Linked DNA regions of Mus musculus: region 2 is linked to region 1. Evidence: chromatin contacts called from public promoter capture Hi-C data. All regions are on one chromosome and are shown on one strand. The core of a region is the stretch at or near the end of the contact, and the rest is flanking DNA. Distances in the headings are between cores, read along the strand shown.

Region 1 (4,635 bases), core at 1,557-4,056:
GTTAGAGCACTGGCTCCTCTTCCAGAGGACCCAGGGTCAATTCTCAGCACCCACATTGTAGCTCACATAGGGTTTACCTTAGACCTGAGATAATTCTCCTCCTCCTCCTCTGTAACGCCAGCTCCAAGAGATCAGACATTCTCACACAGATACACATGCAGAGAGGAAAAAGCTAAAAGTTAAAAGGAAAGGAAAGAAGGAAGGAAGAAAACTGGAGAAAAAAAGGAACCGGGAGAGCTTTCAAAAGATTAAGAAATTAGTTGGGTGGGAGTGTTGCATGCCTTTAAACTCAGCACTTGGAGCTACAGGCAGGCAAATCTCTGAGTTCAAGGCCAGCCTTGTCTACAGAGTGAGTTCCAGAACAGTCAGAGGAGAGAATGTCTGGGCTATTTACTGCAGTTTAACTAACTACCCCAAAATTTAGTGCTTAGAACAGCAACTGTTGGGGGCTGGAGAGATGGCTCAGTGGTTAAGAGCACTGACTGTTCTTCCAGAGGTCCTGAGTTCAAATCCCAGCAACCACATGGTGGTTCACAACCATCCATAGTGGAGATCTGATGCCCTCTTCTGGTGTGTCTGAAGACAGCTACAGTGTATTCACATACATAAAATAAATCAATAATTCTTAAAAAAAAAAGAACAGCAACTTTTATTTTTTTCTCTCACAATTTTAAGATTTGTCTAAATTCAGGATTTTAGGGTAGCTTGGATATTTGGGGTATTTCAGGCAATCACTGCTTTTTATGTGGTCTCCTTCCTTGTTTCCAGAGACTTCTTGACTTAGAAACTTCCATGATCTTTCAAAACCTTGTTGGCTATAGACATAGTAAAGTTGATAGAGTACTTGTCTAGTGTGCTCCAGGCGCTGGGTGTGATACCCAGTGCTACATAAGCCAGCTATGGTAGTATACACCTGTAATCCCACCAGTCAAGAGGTGGATAAAGGAGGACCAGGGGCTCAAGGCCAGCCTCAGGTATAAAGTTTGAGGACAGCCTGGGCCTTGTGAGACTCTATCTCAAAGGGATGATAGTAATAGTAATAAATAACAACAACAACAACAACAGACAAAACTTGTCATATAATGTTCATCTGCTCAATAATTTCTGATCAAATAAGCAATCATTCAAAATAGCTTGAGTCAAGGCCAAGGCTCAATCAAAGGTCCAGGCCCAGGCCTAGGCTCAGACTGTGAAATTCCAGTTTAGACTCATGCTCCCTTTAAGTTGTCACCGTTGTGGTGTCCCCACTCCCCACTCCTACTTTTGAGACAGGTCTCCTTATTTAGCTCAGGATTTACAGTCCTTCTCCCTCAGCCTTTGAGATCACAGACATGCAATACCATGCACAACCACACTAAAAGCTTTTATATGCCAATATGAAGACAGGACTGTAGGCCCTGGGCTGCAGACACCATGGGGCTTGTTTCCTCCTGTGCTATCTGAGTTAAGAAGCTATTAAAAAAGAGTGCTTCTGTCTCTGTTTTCTTACGTTATGTTCATTATACATTCCACAGAAAAAACTTATGTTCCTTGCTATAGCCTACAAGCCGGTGGGGTCTGAATTCTCTGGTCTCCTCCATCTGGCTCCCTCTGGTAGCCTTTACTCACCCACTTCCCCTCTCACTTTATTTCTGCTGCAGTGCCCTTCCTACTCTTTATTGAACTCCGGGGTTTCTTTTGGGATTTGTTTGTTTGTTGCTGTTTTTTTGTTTTTTTGTTTTTTGAGACAGGGTTTCTCTGTGTAGCCCTGCTGTCCTGGAAATCACTCTGTAGACCAGGCTGGCCTCGAACTGACAGACATAGGCCTGCCTCTGCCTCCCAAGTGTTGGGATTATAGGCATTCACCACCACGGGCAGGATCTTTGCACTTGCTGTCTAGTCAGCTTGCAAGGCTCTTTCCCAAGGCTCAACCCGACTTACTCTCTTCAAACCATTAAGTGCTATTGTAAGACCCCCAAAGCTGGGCCTCAGCTCAAGTCCCGGGATGAGCTGGCCCGCACCCCAATAACTCAACAGCTCTTCTCTGCCGGGTATCCTTGGTAAAATTACAATTATCGCATCTCTGGTTGTAAGGTATAGAAACAAAAAGGCTTTTTGCTGGCTATAGAGAACAAAGAGCTTCTTTCTAGCTGTATTTTTAGAGAACAGGGAAAACAAGCTTGGGGGAATGTTTTAGGGGCTTTACCTCCCAGGGAGAAACGCTCTAAGTCCGGTTCTCACACTATCAGAAATGAATTTATTGTTTGAATGGCTAAAGTTTGCTGACACAAAGGCCAAATCAGGCATCTTGCACACTAGAAGCCTAACCAACCGCTGGCTTGCAAGGGAATTTAGTAGGTGTTTTGTTTTGCTTTGTTTTTTTAAATTCTTGAATCTTCTATGAGTGTTGGTGCAGGTCTTTAATCCCAGTCTACCGGGGGCAGAGGCAGGGGAGATTGCAGCTGGCGGTTCTCTGTGAGTTCGAGGCTAGCCTGGTTTACAGAGTGAGTTCCAGGACAGCCAGGGCTACACAGAGAAACCCTGTCTTGAAAAAAAAAAATCACAAAACAAAACAAAAAGTATTGACAAGCCAAATTTACAGTGCCGTGAGGCTGGGATTTAGAATGGCAACTCCGAAACGTTAGAGATTGAAGGGGACATTTAACAAGCACTAGGCAGCAATACAGAAACTCCACGCCACGGCTCGTCGGTCGCTTGGTCTCCGGCACGCTCCGCAAGAGCATCCTTGCCTTCTGCCATCTATTACTCGGCACTCGTTCCTCCTTCCTGAGTCGGCGCGTCGTATCGAACCGCTCGGCCACCGCGCGCCTGCGCTCTTGGCTTGTCAGCCAGAGGCGGCGTGGGGAGCGCTGGGAGAGGCTGCGGCGTGCGGATAGCTGAGGTAAAGCCGGGGCTAGTGCGGTGCCAGGCGGGGCACGAGCTGGCTGAGCAGGGAGAGCGGCGCGCGGATGCTGGAAAGCCGGGTTCCTGTGAGGGAGGCCAGCTAGCCGAGCAGGACCCGAGTAGGCAGACAGGGACTGCGCTCCCGAAATCGCCGGGCGAGACACTGCCGGCCCTGGCCGTAGAGCCATGCGTCCCGACTGGGGGACTGGAGAGTCCAAGCCTTGTGCAACAGATGGAAAAACTGAGTTTCAGGGAGGGACAGTTCTGCCCGAAGTCACACCGAGTGAGCACTAGACTCCCTTGGTGCCTTGCTGACATGGTTTCCACATTATTTATTCGTCCCACATTTATTTGGGCTCAAGGCAGGGACTAAATGGGATACAGTAAGGCCCTTTTAGGCAGCGCGCAAAGGTTTGGCAAACCAATTACAATGCAGTAGCCGATCTTACAATTTAGGACAGAAGACGGCAACTGTGAGGAAGGCATGACTGGGACTCTGTAAACGCCTCCTGTAAAACTTGGAGGCTGGTGAGACTCATCGACTTGGTATTGGGAGTCACGACGGTAAAGTTGAAACTTTTAAGTCTAGCCTTATGATTGGTTAGGTTCATAAGTATTCTTGTTTCTTAGGTTGCGTCTTTTTTTTTTTTTTTCCTCCTTAACCCAGAGATTGAGAACAGGAACTTTAGGTTCTAGCCACCTGGGTTCCAAATGTGTTCTTGTACACATTTGAGCTTAACACTAATGTGGGGTTGCTGTGAGGTTCACAGATGCTCATTCCACATATAGTATCTGGCATCTGACTGGGTGTATCCTGACAACACATAGTCCCCAACTTCAAGGAACTCACTCTTAATAGGCATTTAAATGAATGCCTGCAGTGAAGCCTATAAAGGTTGACACAGTCCGTACAGAGTATAGTAGAAGCAGCAGGTGAAAGAAGTCCCATCATTGGTGTGCAAAAAGTTAGTTGTAGCTTCATGCTATGCAAGATGATTTCTGAGCAGAGTCTTTTTAAAGAGTTTTGCTACTTGGTTACTTGTCCCAGGAGAAAACCAGCCTAAAGCAGGAGTAGCCGTAGACCTGCAGTTCTGGCTGCTAAGGTGGTAAGACTGGGAATCACTTGAGCCCAGGAGGTTAATTCACACTTTATAACCAGGTATTGGCACTAGATTCACAAGCATCAATATGATGACCTCTAGAAGTGGTTCTAGAGTCTGGAACCACCAGGTTGCATGTACTGATCTGTAGTGAGGGTCACATCTAGGAAAGGCCATCACACTAGCTATGACAGCGTAATAATACCTGTCCACTTAAAAAGGACCTATAGGGGGCTGGAGAGGTGCCTCAGTGATTAAAAGCAGCGTATATTCTTCCAAAGGACCTAGGTTCAGTTCTCGGCACCTACATGATAGCTCAGAACCATCTATAACTCCACTTACAGGGGATCTGACTCCATATGTGCACTCAACACACACATAAAATTAAAAAAAAAATAAGTATTTGTTACAAAAGAAAACCCAGAGTTATAGCACAGTATATTTTAGTTGGTATAGTGTGTTTTCCGTGATCCAGCATCTGTCCAATAATATGAAACATGTATATAGTGCGTGTGATAGGATGAACGTTACTTTGCATGTCTTATAGAGAAATACTTTTTTATTCTTGTGTAGGGGATCCAGCCTAAGGCCTCATAAATACCAGACAAGTGAGCCCTCATTTAATCCCAACAGCTTCATGAATGTGTGGATG
Region 2 (4,635 bases), core at 845-3,344, 310 kb before region 1:
ACTTGGGAGGCAGAGGCAGGTGGATTTCTGAGTTCAAGGCCAGCCTGGTCTACAGAGTGAGTTCCAGGACAGCCAGGGCTACACAGAGAAACCCTGTCTCGAAAAAACAAAACAAAAAAAGAACCCCATCCCCCCGCCCCTCTCCCCCACCAAAAAAAAAAAAAAAGGAAAGAAAAAAAGAAGGAAATGCACTAGGGGAAGGCTTGAGAGATTAGTAGGAGAGAGGTTGGGCCTGGCCTTACATATCAACTTAAAAACTATGGCACCAACTTGGTGAAGATGAGGAGTCATTTAACCCTTAAAAGAATAAAGTGACCAATAATTGCATTACTAAGATCTGGTTGCGCTGTAGAGAATGGATTGGAGCCAAGATGGCAGCAAGGAGATTATAATAATTCATATGTGAGAAGTGTTCTGGGATATAGGATAGGTTGGTGGGCTAAAAACAACAACCTGTGTTTGGAAGATTCAGGTGATATTCATGGTGGCTGTTGGATATAGGACTGGAAAGGTGAGTAGCAAGACCTTAGGAGACAGGCGGGGCTAACTCTGCTCAGTATAATAGTTCCTATTATCCAGACTAGACACACACAAGTTTAAAATAAGATGGGGTCTCACTATAGCTCTGGCTGACCTGGAGCTTGCTATGTATATCAGGCTGGTCTGGAAGACTCGGCCTCCTGAGTGCTGGGGTCAAAGGCTTCAGCCACCATGCCTCACATTCACATAGGCACTTCTATTCTTTCCCATATCTGCCTTCCATCACTACCTTCCATCACTGCCTCCAAATTCTGACTTTTAAAAAAAGATTTAGTTACTTATTTTATGTATGTGAGTACACTGTAGCTGTCTTCAGACACACCAGAAGAGGGCATCAGATCCCATTACAGATGGTTGTGAGCCACCATGTGGATGCTGGGATTTGAACTCAGAATCTCTGGAAGAGCAGTCAGTGCTCTTAACTGCTGAGCTCTCTTTCCAGTCCCAATCTGACTCTAGAATGTACATAATTCTCCTCTCCTTTCAATCCATCTTTTCATATACATTTCTCTGTTTTTGTGCTGGTGACTGAGATTTGCAAATGCTAAGCCAGCACTCTAGCTAGCTAGCCATCCACCTATCAGATAAATTTCTGATAGATGGATAGATAGATATACATCTCACTTAGTTTTATAGCCTCAGCTTTCAATTTTGTTTTTGCCTCATTACTAGGAATTGAACCCAAGACCTCAAGCATGGCTTTCAAACTAGACTTAACTTCTCAATAGTATCTTCTTACAAGTCTTCCCCTGGAAAGCTCAATGGCCTAGGAATCTTAAGATAGGCCAAAGGACACAGGCGGATTTTAGTTTGTGTCTTAAACATAATTTTGTTCACTCAGCACTGTGGGAGGAAAGTGTGGAATAGGGCGGGGCTGGGTGGGGTGGAGAGGGACTGTGGTTACAGAGACTTCTGTACCAGGCGAGCGTGAGGAATTTCTATGCTCAGTCCCGTATTGATGGCAAGCAACACCATGAATTAGCCTTCTGTTGGCTGGCCGAACAAACTAGCCAATTGTCTCTTGTTCAACATTAGGAATACTCTTCTCTCTTCATCTGATCGAGTACACTGTCACACCAACCTTCCAAGTTTTGACCTCTTCTAATTCCTTTGGAAGAATCTGATGATCCCGCCCACACCGGGAGACCGTTTTCTGGTAAATTATAATGATGACAGGTTAGGGGATCTTGGGCTGTATCCCATTCATTTGTTTGACATCATAAAGACATAAAAGGGCAAACATGTGTTTCTCTACGTTTTTTAATCAAGCCCCATTTTACAACACGACCTGGTCATCAGATGGCTGCAGTAGGTTGAGAGGATCAGAAGGGCTCACCGGCCTTCACACTTTTGGCACCAAGGCCAATCCTAGAGCTCACCCTAGGACCACAGGGAAGACAAACCAACCTGGAAGGGATAAACTTCGAAGCCAAAAGGACACAAGGTGTCCTCAATCTTCTGCTTCAGCTCTGCGACTCGCGGCTCCATAACGCACGCTGAACGCTGAGCTTGCTGGGAAATGGAGTCTCATAGCTAACTTAGGCTTGTATGCGTCCATCAGGGCTGGACTACATTTCCCAAGAAGTAAAGGAATAGTAACGGACTCAACTGACTCTGCACGGTGCATCTTGGTACACGTAGTTACTTTTGTCCTTGTAGCCCAAACATAACCGAGTCTGGAAGACTCCGTGTCCCGACGAGCTTCACGGGAGGTGTGAGTGTGAACGCACAGGGCACGTATTTCCAGGGAAACGTATTTCCGCCCTCTATTGCCTGTGGTCTCCGCAAGAAGCGGACTCAGTTTCCCGGGTGGCGCTGCGGCACCGGTACTTAAAATCTCATTCTCCGCCTACCAGAGTTTGAACTCTTGAGCGGCACTTGTCACTTGTCTCAGTGGTGATAGCGTCCTTGATTTGTGGAGGTCTCAACCAAAATTCGGTTCATTCTACCCTCTCGATATTATTCTGTTTTCTTCCCCCCTCCCCGACCCCCCACTTTTCAAAGTACTCTGTTCCGTAGTTCTAGATTCACAGTATTGCTATCGCACTGTTTCTGTAGCCCTAATATATTCCCACTTTCCTTATTTCCATCTAACTCTGTGGCTTGTCCTGGGCTGGCCCGCGGGTATCTGAGTGTGGAAGAGCAAGAACAGGGAAAGTTAGAGACGCAATTTCAAGTGCTCCAGGATGAACAGGAGCCCTAGCTGGTCTGATCAGCTTCATGCGGTTCTCAGTTCAACTGATGAAAATATGGCCCGGATTAAGGTAAGAGGGGGACCTCTGGGATCCCCATCTAACCCCTCCCATTGGGAGGCTAGGCTAGGGCTTAGTAAAGGGCACTGAGAGCTCACTGGCTTGTTGAACTGTTTGCTGGTTTTTTTTTTTTTTTTTTTTTTTTTTTTTTTTGTAGCAGAGTTTGTATCCCTTTCGAGTTTCCTCTACAGGTAAGTATTGTCTTTTCTCCCAGCCCTTTGTCTTCTCAGAGCCTCCTTTCTTTCAGTGCCTGCCTGTACAGCTCACAGTTCTGTACAAATCCCAGCTACTTCCTGTCCTCTGATTTCCTACACAGACAGACCCTGCTCTTGTCCCTTCCCTATTCCCACAATAGGGGACCTGGCTGACACCTGGACTTCTCATCGCTTACCTCCTCAGCCAGAGGCCCAAGCTCAACAGCCTTGGGCTCTAAAGACTCCCACTCTTGGAGAGAGACTGAGCTGTACTGAAGCCCACAGCTCCTCTCTCTGGGATGAAGTTACTAAACTCCGATCCCAGCTTCAGGCTCAGGCTCAGGTGAGGTATTAGGGGTATGTACGTGGTGATAATGTGAGACGAGAATATTAGGAGTTGGGACAATGACTTAGAAAGGAATGTCTGGGTTTTCTCTGCTTGGGTAGGTGACTGAGGCGCTGAAGCATTCTGTACAGAGCCTGTTGAAGGATCGGGAGCAACATATGTTCAAGATCAGTGCTCTAGAAGGTATTGGGCCAATTCTTTTCTATGTATGGCACACAGAGTTTTAAAATGGAAACCAAGAGTTTTGCACATGCTAATGATCTGTGCTCTACCACTGATGTACATACAGCTTTCGAGTTTTGCACATGCTAATGATCTGTGCTCTACCGCTGATGTACATACAGCTTTCGGTTGTGGGGCTTAGCCTTTTAGTGAATGGGTGAGCTTCTCTCCCTCCAGCCCTACACAGCTTTACCTATGTGTCATTTGCTCTCATGTGAGTCTCTTAGAGCCACTGACCTTACTTTCCCCTCTACAGCATCACTAAAACTGCTGCAGGAGGGCCCCAAAGGGAGAGCCCTTCTGGAGCAATGCCTGGAAGGGCTGAAAAAGGAACTGCAGGGCCTTCGGAGTCAGGTTCAAGAGCTAGTCCAAAACCAAATGAAAGCAAGACCAGGAAAGTTGGGTCCTGCCAGTGGCTTTCACCAAGAGCTGCAGAGTGAGTAAGTGATGGGCAAGGCTTCACCCTTTTGGTTGTTTGTTTAAGATGTGCTTCTTGGGGGCTGGAGAAATGGCTTAGAGGTTAAGAGCACTGACTGCTCTTCAAGAGGTTCTGAGTTCAATTCCCAGCAACCACGGGTTGGCCCACATCTGATGACCTCTTCTGGCCTGCAGGCATACATGTTGTATATATAATAAATAAAAATTTTTTAAAAATGTGCTTCACTCTTCCTCTACTCCTTCTCCTCCTCTTCTTCTTCCCCTTACCCCTTTCTCTCCACATGTTTCTGGCAGGCCTCTCCTCTCCTCTTTCTCTGTTCTCTCTCTCTCTCCCTCTCCCCCTTTCCAACTCCCCTTCTGTGCCCTGAATAAACTCTATTCTATACTATTTTTTAAAAAATGTGCTTCTTGGTGTCACACAGTTTTAGTTCTCGTGCTCAGAAGGCAGAGATGGCCGGTCTCTATGAGTTTGAGACTAGCCTGCTCTACATATTGAGCTATAGGCCATCCAGGGTTAAAAAGATCTTTTTTCAGAAAACAAAAAGGACACACAAAAAAGTGTTTTAGGTGTATGAATGTTTTATACCATCATGTGGAGGCTCAAAGAAATCAAAGTTCTCTTTAAGAGCAATTGTTCTCATAA

What was found. Capture Hi-C pulls out chosen DNA fragments and counts their contacts.
Region 2: a promoter capture Hi-C map of adipose tissue shows a contact between it and region 1. The contact joins the promoter of Mmachc here to the promoter of Eif2b3 in region 1. A contact is called at or near these places in 1 of 39 promoter capture datasets (hippocampal neurons), 1 of 15 datasets of contacts at CTCF or cohesin (the NIH/3T3 cell line), 2 of 115 datasets of contacts at active chromatin or transcription factors (bone marrow-derived macrophages and embryonic basal ganglia) and 4 of 9 other capture datasets (adipose tissue, liver, macrophages and 1 more).

The regions. Positions count from the first base shown.
Region 1 is chr4:117,016,596-117,021,230 of GRCm38.p6, forward strand. It overlaps Eif2b3 (eukaryotic translation initiation factor 2B, subunit 3), which reads left to right and starts at 2,807. Exons shown (of 12, transcript NM_001111277.2): 1 at 2,807-2,881.
Region 2 is chr4:116,706,291-116,710,925 of GRCm38.p6, forward strand. It overlaps Mmachc (methylmalonic aciduria cblC type, with homocystinuria), which reads right to left and starts at 2,095. Exons shown (of 4, transcript NM_025962.3): 1 at 1,948-2,095. The coding sequence starts at 2,028. Ccdc163 (coiled-coil domain containing 163) reads left to right here and starts at 2,305. Exons shown (of 10, transcript NM_026714.3): 1 at 2,305-2,804; 2 at 2,950-2,983; 3 at 3,148-3,329; 4 at 3,434-3,515; 5 at 3,811-3,994. The coding sequence starts at 2,727.